Regions from separate parts of the Sus scrofa genome. Here region 1 is linked to region 2. The links are chromatin contacts, called in public promoter capture Hi-C maps. All regions are on one chromosome and are shown on one strand. The core of a region is the stretch at or near the end of the contact, and the rest is flanking DNA. Distances in the headings are between cores, read along the strand shown. Region 1 overlaps TMC1 (transmembrane channel-like protein 1). Region 2 holds the start of TMC1 (transmembrane channel-like protein 1).

Region 1 (5,954 bases), core at 2,517-5,016, 76 kb before region 2:
GTACTTGAATTTAATTACTGTCATGGCTGAATGATACAACGATATGAAAATAAAAAGGACTTTATTAACTTGCCTACTAAATCATGGTACTCATTTTTTAATCCATCCCACCAAAAGTTTTGTTTAAATTTGACACAGTATTCAACTAGGGTGAGATCTATAATGACAGAGGAAGTACATCCATATTTCACATATTCTCTTGATCATTTCAAAATTCATCAGAATTTATAAATTCAAAAATTTTTTTTAATTTTATGGCTACACCCACAGCATATGGAAGTTCCCCTGAATCCTAGCTATACTGTGTGACCTATGCTACAGCTGCAGCAACACCAGATCCCTCTAACCCACTGTACCAGGCCAGGGATCAAACCTGTGCCTCTATAGCTACCTGAGCTGGATTCCTAATCCCCTGCACCACAGCAGGAACTCCTAAATTCATCCTTTACTTCTTTAACTACCAGAGCACTTATTGTATAGGAAATATCATGTGATATCACTAACTATATGGGAATAGTGTATGTATAATTAAATCACTCTCCCGTACAGTAGAAATTAACACAACACTGCAAATCAACTATACTTAAAAAATGTTTTTAATTAATATCAACTTTTCCATTTTTCTACTATTAAGCAGTACATGAGTTATTATTATTTTTAATCTCAAATATTATTGCACAAGTATTTTTATTCATTTGTCCATTATGTGCAGTAGATAATGAAATCCCTAAATCTACTTAACCAGGTACATGGAAATTTCATTGTGTGTCAACACACTGTCCTTTGAGATTGGGTAAGTGCTACTCTTCCCTTAAGAAATCTCAAATGTCTTTCTTTTCTTTTTTTTTTTTTTTTTTTTTTTTTGGCATTTTAGGGCCACACTTGCAGCATATGGAAATTCCCAGGCTAGTGGTCCAATCAGAGCTGCAGCTGCTGGCCTATGCTACAGTCACAGCAATGCCAGATCCAAGCCACAGTGGCGAATTACACCACAGCCCACAGCAACACCGAATCCTAAACCCACTGAGCAAGGTCAGGGATCAAACCCACATCTTCATGGATGCTAGTTGGGTTCTTAACCTGCTGAGCCATGACAGGAACTCCATTTTTTTCCTATCTGATTTGACTACAGATATGAGTTTATACAATTCTATATATCTGACTTTTGAGTCACACTATATTCTTCTACTTGAATAAGTAAGAAAACTAGGGAAAGCTAGTCATTTTCTTGATGCATATTCAGATACTTGTCTTTACTTTTTCAAATATCCTCTTTACTTTTTGTTCAAAAGTACACTAATCAAATGAATGGTACTTTATTCCTTACAAAACAGAATTAATTTAACATAGAGCCAAAAGGCACAATCTGCCTATGAAAGACCAAGGTGTTCTTAAAGAGTATTCTCTGGCTGGAAACTTAAAAATAGCTCTTATTTGATTTTGTTTGTGTGATGATACGTATGCTACAGGGGCAGGAAAAGGAAAGTATGGCCTGCCAGGAAGAGGGTTAACCTCCACTGCAATAAGTAAAAAACTGCTTAGTGATTACTATAGTGTAGTACTGGCAATTTAAGTCTACCTCTCAGTGTACTTTTTTTTTTTTTTTTTTTTTTTTTTTTGCTTTTTAGGGCCACATACTAGACATATGGAAGTTCTCAGGCTAGGGGTTGAATCAGGGCTGCACCTGCCAGTCTACACCACAGCCACAGCAAGGGGGGATCCGAGCCCCATTCATTACCTACACCACAGCTCATGGCAACGCCAAATCCCTAAACTGCCAAGCAAGGCCAGGGATTAAAACTGCATCCTCATGAACCCTAGTTGGGTTCATTACCACTGAGCCACAAGGGAACTCCTCAGTGTACTCTATTTTTTTAGGGCCGCACCTGCAGCATATGGAGGTTCCCATGCTAGAGATCAAATCGGAGCTACAGCTGCTAGCCTACACCACAACTACAGCCACAGCAATGCCAGATCCAAGCCATATCTGTGACCTACACCACAGCTCACAGCAATGCTGGATTCTTAACCCAATGAGCGAGGCCAGGGATCAAACCCTCAACCTCATGGTTCCTAGTGGAATTTGTTTCCTCTGCACCACAACGGGAACTCCCTCAGTGTACTCTTTAAGATGTATTCTACCTCACCCAATGGTATTGAAACTTGAGTTCAGAAATTTCACCTTGGAAATTGGTGAAAACTTTATGATTATAGGTATTCTGTAGTGGGCTCCAGGAAGCTGTAACTTTGGGCTTCTAGTGATCCTGAAGGGGCCAATCAGAAGAAAACATACATGCTGAGAAGCATAATGTAAATCTGCAAAGTTCAAAACTGCCCCCTGCAAGGTTGGTATGAAGATTAGTGAAAATATATCTGAAGCTCCCAAATCAAAACTTGGCAGCTACCTACTGAATAGATCAAAATAATTTTATAATTCTTATTACAGTATAATTATTATTGTGATATAATTATTATTTTATACAGAAAGAAAGCCATGGAAACTGGAAGCATTTAAGCTGCAATTAAGTAAAAAGAGAAGAAAGGGAATTTATAAACCCTCAATACCAAAAATGGATACAGTATAAGAGGGTCAGAAACTGCAACTGTTAGTAACAAAGGTTATAACTTCCAAATTATTAGGTAATCATTAAACCAAACTAGAGACAAGTAATTAAGCAAAGGAGAAAAAGGACTTTTTCCATATATCACAAAATTGAAGCAAAGATGTGTTTATTATCTTGATCATCTGGGTCTTAGCCACAGTTCCTGGACTCTCAATGCTTGAGTAAACCTGAATTTAAGGCAATAAAATCAAGAAAGCAGTGTGAGTTAGGGAAAAGGGAGATTTCCAAACTGTGGCTGAAGTCAGAGAGCCAGTCCAATCTACAAAGATCTTTGATTTCCTCAGTAAATCCCCAGAGACTGATAATTTTGCCATTTGCTTTGCCCTTGACAAAGAATACTAAATTCTAGCCAGTCCTGGCTCTTCCACTCATTTGTTCATTCATTCACTGAACCAATATTTAATGAGCTCAGATGATGTGCCAAGCACTATTCTATAGGCATTTGGGATACATAAGTAAACAAAACTATATAAAGATCCCTGCCCTCACAGAACTTACATTCTTGCAGAGAAACAGAAGGAAAAAATGCATGTGATGAATAAATATGTCATATAATATAAAAAAGAAAGTAAGCAGGGGAAAGGAGAGTGTGGGGAGATGACAGGTGGTCAAGGTCTCACAGGGAAAGTAAGACTTGAGCAAAGACCTGAAGGAAGTGAGGGAGTGGAGCCAGCTGCTAGGGTTAATAAAGCATTGCCAGTGGAGGGAAAAACAAAAGTCAGGGGACAGGAAAGTGCCAGACTTTTTAAAAAGAATAATAGGAAGGTCAGAGTAGCTTGAGGAGTGAATGAGAAGAATAATCAGAGATGAGAACGGTGGAATAATTGAGGGCTCAGATCATCATAGAGCCTTGCAGGCCATTTGCTGTAAGAACTCTGGCTTTTACTCGTAGTGAAATGAGCAGGTATTGTGTGTTATTAAGCACAGGAGTGATGCAATCTCATTTAGGCTTCAAAAGGCACATTCTAGCTGATTTGTTGAGAGTAAGAGATAGGAAGCAAACATCACTCATTCCTGCAGCAGTAACCCTGGAACATAGCTCATCACTTGCAGCAAAAGTGCATTACACAGAAGGAACACTTCACTTGGAAGCATCTGCTACAAATACTGATATCTGTTTGAGCTTGATCACTGACTCCTAACTGGAGGTTCTAACTTGCTGTTTGGTTTTGACCTCTGGCCTCTACGCAAACAAATTGCACAGCCCCAGCCATCCTGTTGTTTCTCAAATTTGCCTTAGCTCCCCACCAAAAAGGTGCATAAAGTTTAATCATTTTTATACAATAACTTCCAGAGCTTGTTATTACATTAAAAATCAACTGGTAATTAGAAGCACTTGAAACCTACTTTAAGGGATAATAAATATCACATTTTTAGTTCCTACTACATGCCAGATACTGTGCTTTATGTATATGAACAGAGTTAACCTTCTTAACCCAGTGAGTTAGTATATTATTGTAATGTCTGTGGTAGAAACCATGCCTTGAAGACATAAAGTAATTAGTAAAAATAAGAGGCAGGACTCAAACCCAAAAAGTAGTACTACTACCCTATAATACATAATTAGGTTTGAAATAAATATTTACATCTCAAAAGCCTAAAAAAAATGCTCTTCAGGATCTTATTCACACTATTTATTCATACAGTATACCCTGTTAATGTCCAGAGAACAAAGGAAACTTAGAAACTTTAGCCTGGCCCTGACCTCAATATGACAAACCAGTGTAAATATCCTCTAATTGGACACAGGATATTGTAATTGCTATGTTAACCAAAAAAGGAGTTAAAGTGAGGAAAGACAGGATATTATATATGCATGCCTAAATAATTTACTTTTCCTTCAACCATTAATTTGTGTACTCATTTATCAATCACTTGTTGTAGAATATTTTCTTAAAGTCACTGGTGTTACTTCCTTTTTGCATAAAGCATAATCTTTGATCTCCAATTTCAATTTCTTTAAAGTGGAATTTGAAAATAAGTTCAGCTGTGAATAAACATAAAAATCAACTTTTCTAGATATTTATGAGTATTTTTTTAATATTCTGCAATGTCTTCTTACATTACACAGCTCCCCACACACACACCGAATAGATTCTCTCCAAAGCATTTAGTTTAGGTCTTATCGAAACAATTCTCTTCCTTTTCACACTCATATTTCTTTGGCTTTCATACCACTAAATAAACTATGTAATATCTATGACAAACATAACAGGCATAAACAGATTTGGAACCACATGTAGCTGATCCTTGGTAAACATAAAACTCAATAGAAGGGGGCAAAAATGCATGAATGTACTAACAATAGTCTTCTGGCTACCAGTATTCCTCTGCAAAGAACATCATCTAGCATGTTTTACTGAGAGAATAGAGTAGGACTAACTGAGCATCTATGGTATAGATTATTGATGTCAAGTAATGAAGTCTTATTGGGACTTGCAGAACATAGGAACTCAAAGGAAAATTAACAAAAAAATAACTAGCATAATCCAAACATTTAGCAGAGAGAAAAATCTAGACCTTGAAAGATCACATCATCATTAGGAATCACCTCATCATTAGGAAGAGGAACAAATTTCATGTTTCTGTTCAGCGTCCCTTTCTACACCAGAGCACTTCATTTTGTCACTACTTGATAAAGTTACAAAAATGACTGATTTTCCTCTTTTCTCTAGTCCTGTTTTTCTTTTTTTTTTTTTTTTTTTTTTTTTGTCTTTTGTCTTTTTGTTGTTGTTGTTGTTGTTGCTATTTCTTGGGCCGCTCCTGCGGCATATGGAGGTTCCCAGGCTAGGGGTCGAATCGGAGCTGTAGCCACCGGCCCACGCCAGAGCCACAGCAACGCGGGATCCGAGCCGCGTCTGCAACCTACACCACAGCTCACGGCAACGCCGGATCGTTAACCCACTGAGCAAGGGCAGGGACCGAACCCGCAACCTCATGGTTCCTAGTCGGATTCGTTAACCACTGCGCCACGACGCGAACTCCCTGTTTTTCAAATATAGTACAAAGAAGTAGTTCTCTTACCCAAGACTAACATTTTTTTTTACCTAAAAAAATAGAGATGTTTAACCTTGAGGTTTTTAATTAAAAATAGACTAGTTTTGCTTAGATTTGAGATTTCAATGTCAATTACATAAAATTAGTCTCTCTATTCCAAAACATGTAAATTAAGAACCAAATTTTTCCTATATATATAACCCACTGAATTTACAGACTCACATTTGGGTATTGGATAGGGACTAGAAAATAGCTTGAGAGGAAAAAAAAAAAAATGAGGCAACTGAAATACTAGAAAGACTGAATAAATAAACAAGAAACCAGCCTTGCAAC
Region 2 (5,598 bases), core at 2,068-4,567:
AATCATGGGGTTTTATACTTGCCCGGGATAAAGAAGTTATCTGGTTGAATCTAACTCCTATTGCATGAATCCTTTACTTCATCCTCTCCTCCTGAAGGCTACTCAAAAAAGTATGCTTCTTAGCCAGAAAAAAATGGGGGAAGAGAAGTCTTTTTGTTTTTTTGTTTGTTTTATTTTGTTTTTCACTTTTTAAAGTCTCACTTATGGCATATGGAATTTCCCAGGCTAGTGGTCAAATAGGAGCTGCAGCTGCTGGCCTACACCACAGCCACAGCAAAGTGGGATCTGAACAGTTTTTGCCATCTACACACCACAACACCGGATCCTTAACCCACTGAAACAGGCCAGGAATCGAACCCAAGTCCTCACAGATAGTCGGATTCACTATCACTGAGCCACAAGGGGAACTCCAGAGAAGTCTTTTTGAAAGGACAAGCTGGACTAGAAGAAAACCACAAATGTACCTGGGGTATCAGCACCTATCTCTACCAGAACCAGTGCACTAGGTGATAGCATTTAAATCTATGGAAGTGGGTGAAAATACTCTGAGAGTATGTACAGTAGAGAAACAGTGTTCCGGTGTTAGAATTAAGGAATACATTTAGAAGGTCAAGAGAGAAGTTAGAACCAGCAAATGAGACTTAGAAGGAGCTGCCTGTTAAGTTGAAGAAACTATCTAATCAGAGTTTCTTTTTTTGTGTGTCTTTTTGCTATTTCTTGGGCCGCTCCTGCGGCATATGGAGGTTCCCAGGGTAGGGGTCGAGTCGGAGCTGTAGCCACCGACCTACACCAGAGCCACAGTAACGCGGGATCCAAGCCGCGTCTGCAACCTACACCACAGCTCACGGCAACGCGGGATGGTTAACCCACTGAGCAAGGGCAGGGACCAAACCCACAACCTCATGGTTCCTAGTCGGATTCATTAACCACTGCGCCACGACGGGAACTCCTAATCAGAGTTTCTATTAAGGTCACAACTCTGGGTGAGATGAGTGTGATACACAAGATATACAAGGGTGGTTCATATTATAATGGAAAATGTAAGTATAATGTAAATTAAAGGGAAAAATGCTTCTCGAGAGGCAGCAGAACACCAGACCAAGGGACAGAGGGCTAAATTCCCAGCTCTGACTCTCACTAGATGCATGACATAGGACAGAACACATGAGTTTGCCCTGAGCCTCAGGTAACTCCTCTGCAAAAGGAGAGATGATAATACCATTTCAATGGGCTGTTGTGAGAATGTATGGAATTAGAGCATTTGAATACACACTGTAAATGAAAAAATATTACATGAACATAACAAACTTGCCTTGGCTCTCTGCCTAGAACTTGCATTCCTCCAGGACAAGGGCCCACCCTACTCATTTCTTTCTTAGCAGTCTTCTAATTGAATTCTGACCTCCCTCATGGCATCTACCTGCTTTCTGTGACAGCTAGGGCCTTAGTGCCAATTGCCACTGCTAGAGCTTTAAACAATTCCAGTTGCTGTGGAGCTTTTGCCAAATCACTGACCTCATTCTTGACTATCTCTCTGGCCCACCCCCACCCATGAGCCCAAGTTATGACAAGCTCCAAAGTGGTGTTTCAAAGCCAATCCGAGGTCGAACTACTGAGATTCAAAATATGTACTTAACATTGATAACTAGTTTGTTCAGTCACAAAGATTTTTTAAAGTTCTTGAGACCAAAGTAACTAGTTTCTCAAAAAGGTGATATCCAAAGCAGTGTACACATTATAAACACACACACATTAATTCATCAATTTCTTTCAACAAAGTTTTTTTTGGTTTGTTTGGTTTTTTTTGATTTCTTGGGCCACTCCTGCAGCATATGCAGGTTCCCAGGCTAGGGGTCTAATCCAAGCTACACATCCAATATTTCCCTGTCCTGCCACCCTATGCCACAGCCACAGCCACATAGGTTCGGAGCCTCATCTGCAACCTATACTACAGCTCACAGTAACACCAGATCCCCAACCCATTGATAGAGGCCAGGGGTCGAACCCGCAACCTCATGCTTCCTAGTTGGATTCATTTCCACTGCGCCACAACAGGAACTCCCAGATTTTGTATTTCTAACAAGTGCCCAAGTGATACTGATGCTGCTGGTGTATGGTCCACACTTTGAGAACAACTAGGGTAGTTGCTGCAACAGTAACTTGCTAAAAATAGGCTCAATATCAAGTACATTCCTGTTAGAAACAACCTTACAGAGAAAATTATGATTGGCTGAGAAGGTGCTACATAATATATATTATGCAATACCTTATTAAATAACCAGCTTGTTTTATTACTTTGTTGGTTTTTTTCTTTCAATCATGCTTCTTCAAGAATTATCTTGTTCCACTTTTTAACAACTAAAATGGATGTGTGTGGGGGGAAGAATTTCCAAGTTACTTTTGTCCTAAGAATCACCTCCACTATTTCCCTGTCCTTCAGTGCCTCAAGAGAGTCACTTATCCTCTTTCATCATTATTCACTTATCTTTGAAAATGGCTATATAGTACCTATCTCGGTGAACTGCTGTGAGGATTAACGAGACCCTAAATGAAAAATCTTAGCCCTGAAAATGGCCTGTAAATGGCAGCTGCTCTGCTTTTACTAATTTGTCTACATCAAGAAAGTAAATTTCCTGGGACCAATATCCGAAACTACTTACATCTTCAACACATTAACTGCCTGTAGCAATAACTCCAAGTTGTAAAGAAAATGGTCAGTTACATTCTAGGGATTCAGCTTACTGTGGCAGAAAGCGGTCTGATTTGGAAACGTTGGCAAAGTGCATCAGGACAACATTCTCCCAGACAAAATTATAAATCAGAATCACCTGGATCATTACTTCAACTTCAAAGTCCCAGATAACCAAAACTACTTCCAAGGGAGAAGCTTAGGTGATTATTTAAAGGTAAATAATTACTCCAGGTGGATTTTTCTGATCAGCAAGTTTGGGAAACAAGGAAGGGACCTACCTCTCCATTTTAATGGTGGCTATCAGAAGGCCTAAAAACCGTTTCTATTTATTCATTAGGCCATTGTTTACTACAAAATTTTCGTAAGTCCCTTTCTGTGTTACTAATTTTGGTCTTCTGAGTTGAACTAAAGTCACCTGGAGAGGTCAGCTGCACGTGGGATTTTTTTGTTGCTGCTTTGAAAAGGTTCTGTTTTTAGTTAACTCACCCTTTCAAACTAGTCAGGGCCTGTGCCTCATTTCTGAATTGCCCCCTCTTGAATTTCCTCCTGCAACGCCTTCTTTTTGATCTCTCCCTCAGATCTAGCTTGTTTGGCCCTTCTTTTCTTGAGTAGAACATTTGGTGCTTTCCCAGTTCGAGACGCTTTGCTGGAATAGCCAATTTCCAGGGATTTTACAGGCTGGCCAAAACAGTTTGTTCAGAACAACAACGCCGACGCGCGGGGCGGAGGACTGGCAGCCAGTGAGGCCAAGCATTTCCTGACTCTGCACAACCACCCGTGACCTTGGGCGTGCAAGAGAGCCAGCGCCGCCTGCCCTGCTCCTTCCCGACAGCAACAAGGCAACGCTCAAGCTGTACTTTAGAACCGAAAAGGTGTGGGAGGGAACTGGACGGGGAAGCGTCATAAAGAGGCGAGGAGACCCAGAGGCTATAGAGCAGTTCATTTTCTGAGGCGAATCCTTCTACCTCTTTCTCCAGGGGTGGGGGAAGGGGGAGTAAGGAGGAAAGGGAAATGTCTGCCAAGGGGTCGAGACAAAGCGTGAGAACTGAGATGGCGAAAAGCAGGCTCGACTGAGAAAATCAGAAGGCGAGACGCTGAGGGCGGATAATCAGGTTAAAAATAGAAACGCGTCCTCCACCGGTCTAACTCCTACCAGCTCCGCCCGGAGGCCGGCAGCCCGGCCAGTGACTCGGCTCCGCGCAACTGCAGAGCGGTCAAGCTCGGCCCCTCCTCCCCGACCGGGTGACTGGAGTGAGAGGCGCGGCGACGGGCACGTGACGTCATCGCGCTCCCGGCGCCGCCGGCGCCGTCGGGGTTTTCGATGACGCACAGACCCCGCCCCCTCCCTCCCTCTTTCCCTCAGAGCCGGAGCGCCGGCAGGAGAGAACGCGTCAGTGAGCTGGAGCGCAGATCTGTCTGCATCTCAGTTTTGGGCTTGTAGCTCCCGGGAACAGCGCAGCTTCCTCGGTGGTAGAAGAAGCATCCGAGAGCGCCATCCGCGGGCCCTTGCGGCGCCCAGGCCTAGCTGCGCGCGCCCGGCTCGCCCTCGGAGTCTGCCCAACCCGCCGCTGGTGGAGGCGTGAGGCGACGACGGGTGAGCGCCGAAAGCTGCCTTAGCCGCCGCGGCCTTCGGTCCTCCCTCCGCCTCCTCTGTCCCCCCGCCCCGCGCCGCTTCCCTCCTCCCACTTCCCGAGCTCCGGCGTGTCCCGGCCACGCTCACTGCTGCTGCGGGAACAAAGAAGGACCCCGCGGCGGCGGCGGCGGCGGCGCAACCTCCTGCGGCTCCGACCGGCCCGCGGCTGCGGCTCCAAGGCACCCGACTCGCCTATCCCTGAGGGCTCGGACCGGCCCCACCGCGCCGGTGTCGCGCGCGAGCCCGGCTCCTGGCCCCGCAGGGTGAGTGGTGTGGAGGGGAGGCAGGGCTCCCGGCTGTTCGTCCCGGGCTGGTGGTGGGAGCGGAGGACTGGGGTGCCGTAGGCCTCCGGCGAAACCCTAGCGGCCGGCGGCGTCCGGGGGAGGGGAGCCCGCCCGCCAGTTCAGGAAGCACAAAGACGAAGGCGTCATCGTGTCGTCGTGGCCGGAGACCCGGTTCCCTGCCTCCGGTTCAGTCGCACTCGCACGGCCGTGGAAACAATGCCTGGCGTGCGGCCTCGGGGTTTCGGGCTCCGGGCCTCCCTCAAGTCCACCCCGGCCGTCTTCGGCGGTGGCGCCCGGCGTGGGCGGCCTGACCAGGAAAGACAAAGAAATGGTGGCGGCGGCGGCGCCCCTGGCCCCTTGCCTTCCTCACCCCCCCATCTCCACCTCCTCGGAGGAGCAGTTGAGGGTCGGGGGGTCGGCGCAGGACAGGCTGGGTGAGGGGCCGGCCTGGCCTGCGGAGCTGCTGTTATGCATGACTCAGTGGTTTTTGAAGAAGGCCCTGATGGGCTCTCCTGAGTGAGGCCTTCTCTTGGAGGGTCATAGGGGTATGGGTGGAGGACCAGTGGGACCCGAACTTGTTCTGAAATCGCCGAACATTAGGTGAGGGGGCCTTCTCTGTCGTGGTGTTTCAGTTTTACCGGTGTCGCTGCGTTTCTCAACCAAGATCTCTTTCATGAAGGAAGTGGAGCACCTACTCCTTTGTTTCATGCATTTAGGCTGGTGAACGTGAAATTCTTTGCTCGCTTTACACGCACTGTGGAGCTGTTTTGGGGAAAAGCTGGGATTACCTTGATTGATTTAGCGTCTCCGAAGAATCTGGTCTGACATATTAGGGTAAAGGAGTATATAGGTCACGGAGCCACTGTCCTTAAACTTGGCCATTTAGGTAATTTGCAGGCTTTAAAAAAAAAAAAACTAAATGAATTTTATTTTACTTCTTTTTAAAAGTAGGATTTCAGAACTTTATTGGTGAAAACATTGCATTTTTT

The links. Promoter capture Hi-C pulls out the DNA fragments that hold promoters and counts their contacts.
Region 1: a contact with region 2 is called in a promoter capture Hi-C map of liver, with 6 times the contacts expected there. The contact joins the enhancer-like site here to the promoter of TMC1 in region 2. A contact is called at or near these places in 1 of 5 promoter capture datasets (liver), 6 of 47 Hi-C or Micro-C datasets (embryonic fibroblasts, liver and skeletal muscle) and 2 of 2 datasets of contacts at active chromatin or transcription factors (alveolar macrophages and skeletal muscle).

Annotation. Positions count from the first base shown.
Region 1 is chr1:225,788,578-225,794,531 of Sscrofa11.1, reverse strand. All of the region lies in intron 2 of TMC1 (transmembrane channel-like protein 1), which reads right to left. Among named protein-coding and RNA genes, the nearest start is that of TMC1, 77 kb to the right of the region's middle. Within about 2 kb of position 3,766, at least 2 of the 83 cell types and tissues checked have an H3K27ac peak or open chromatin away from gene starts, as enhancers often do. A contact at or near this core is called in liver, where this site is marked.
Region 2 is chr1:225,712,320-225,717,917 of Sscrofa11.1, reverse strand. TMC1 (transmembrane channel-like protein 1) reads right to left here and starts at 3,317. Exons shown (of 24, transcript XM_021064884.1): 1 at 3,179-3,317. It also overlaps a transcript of ZFAND5 not described here.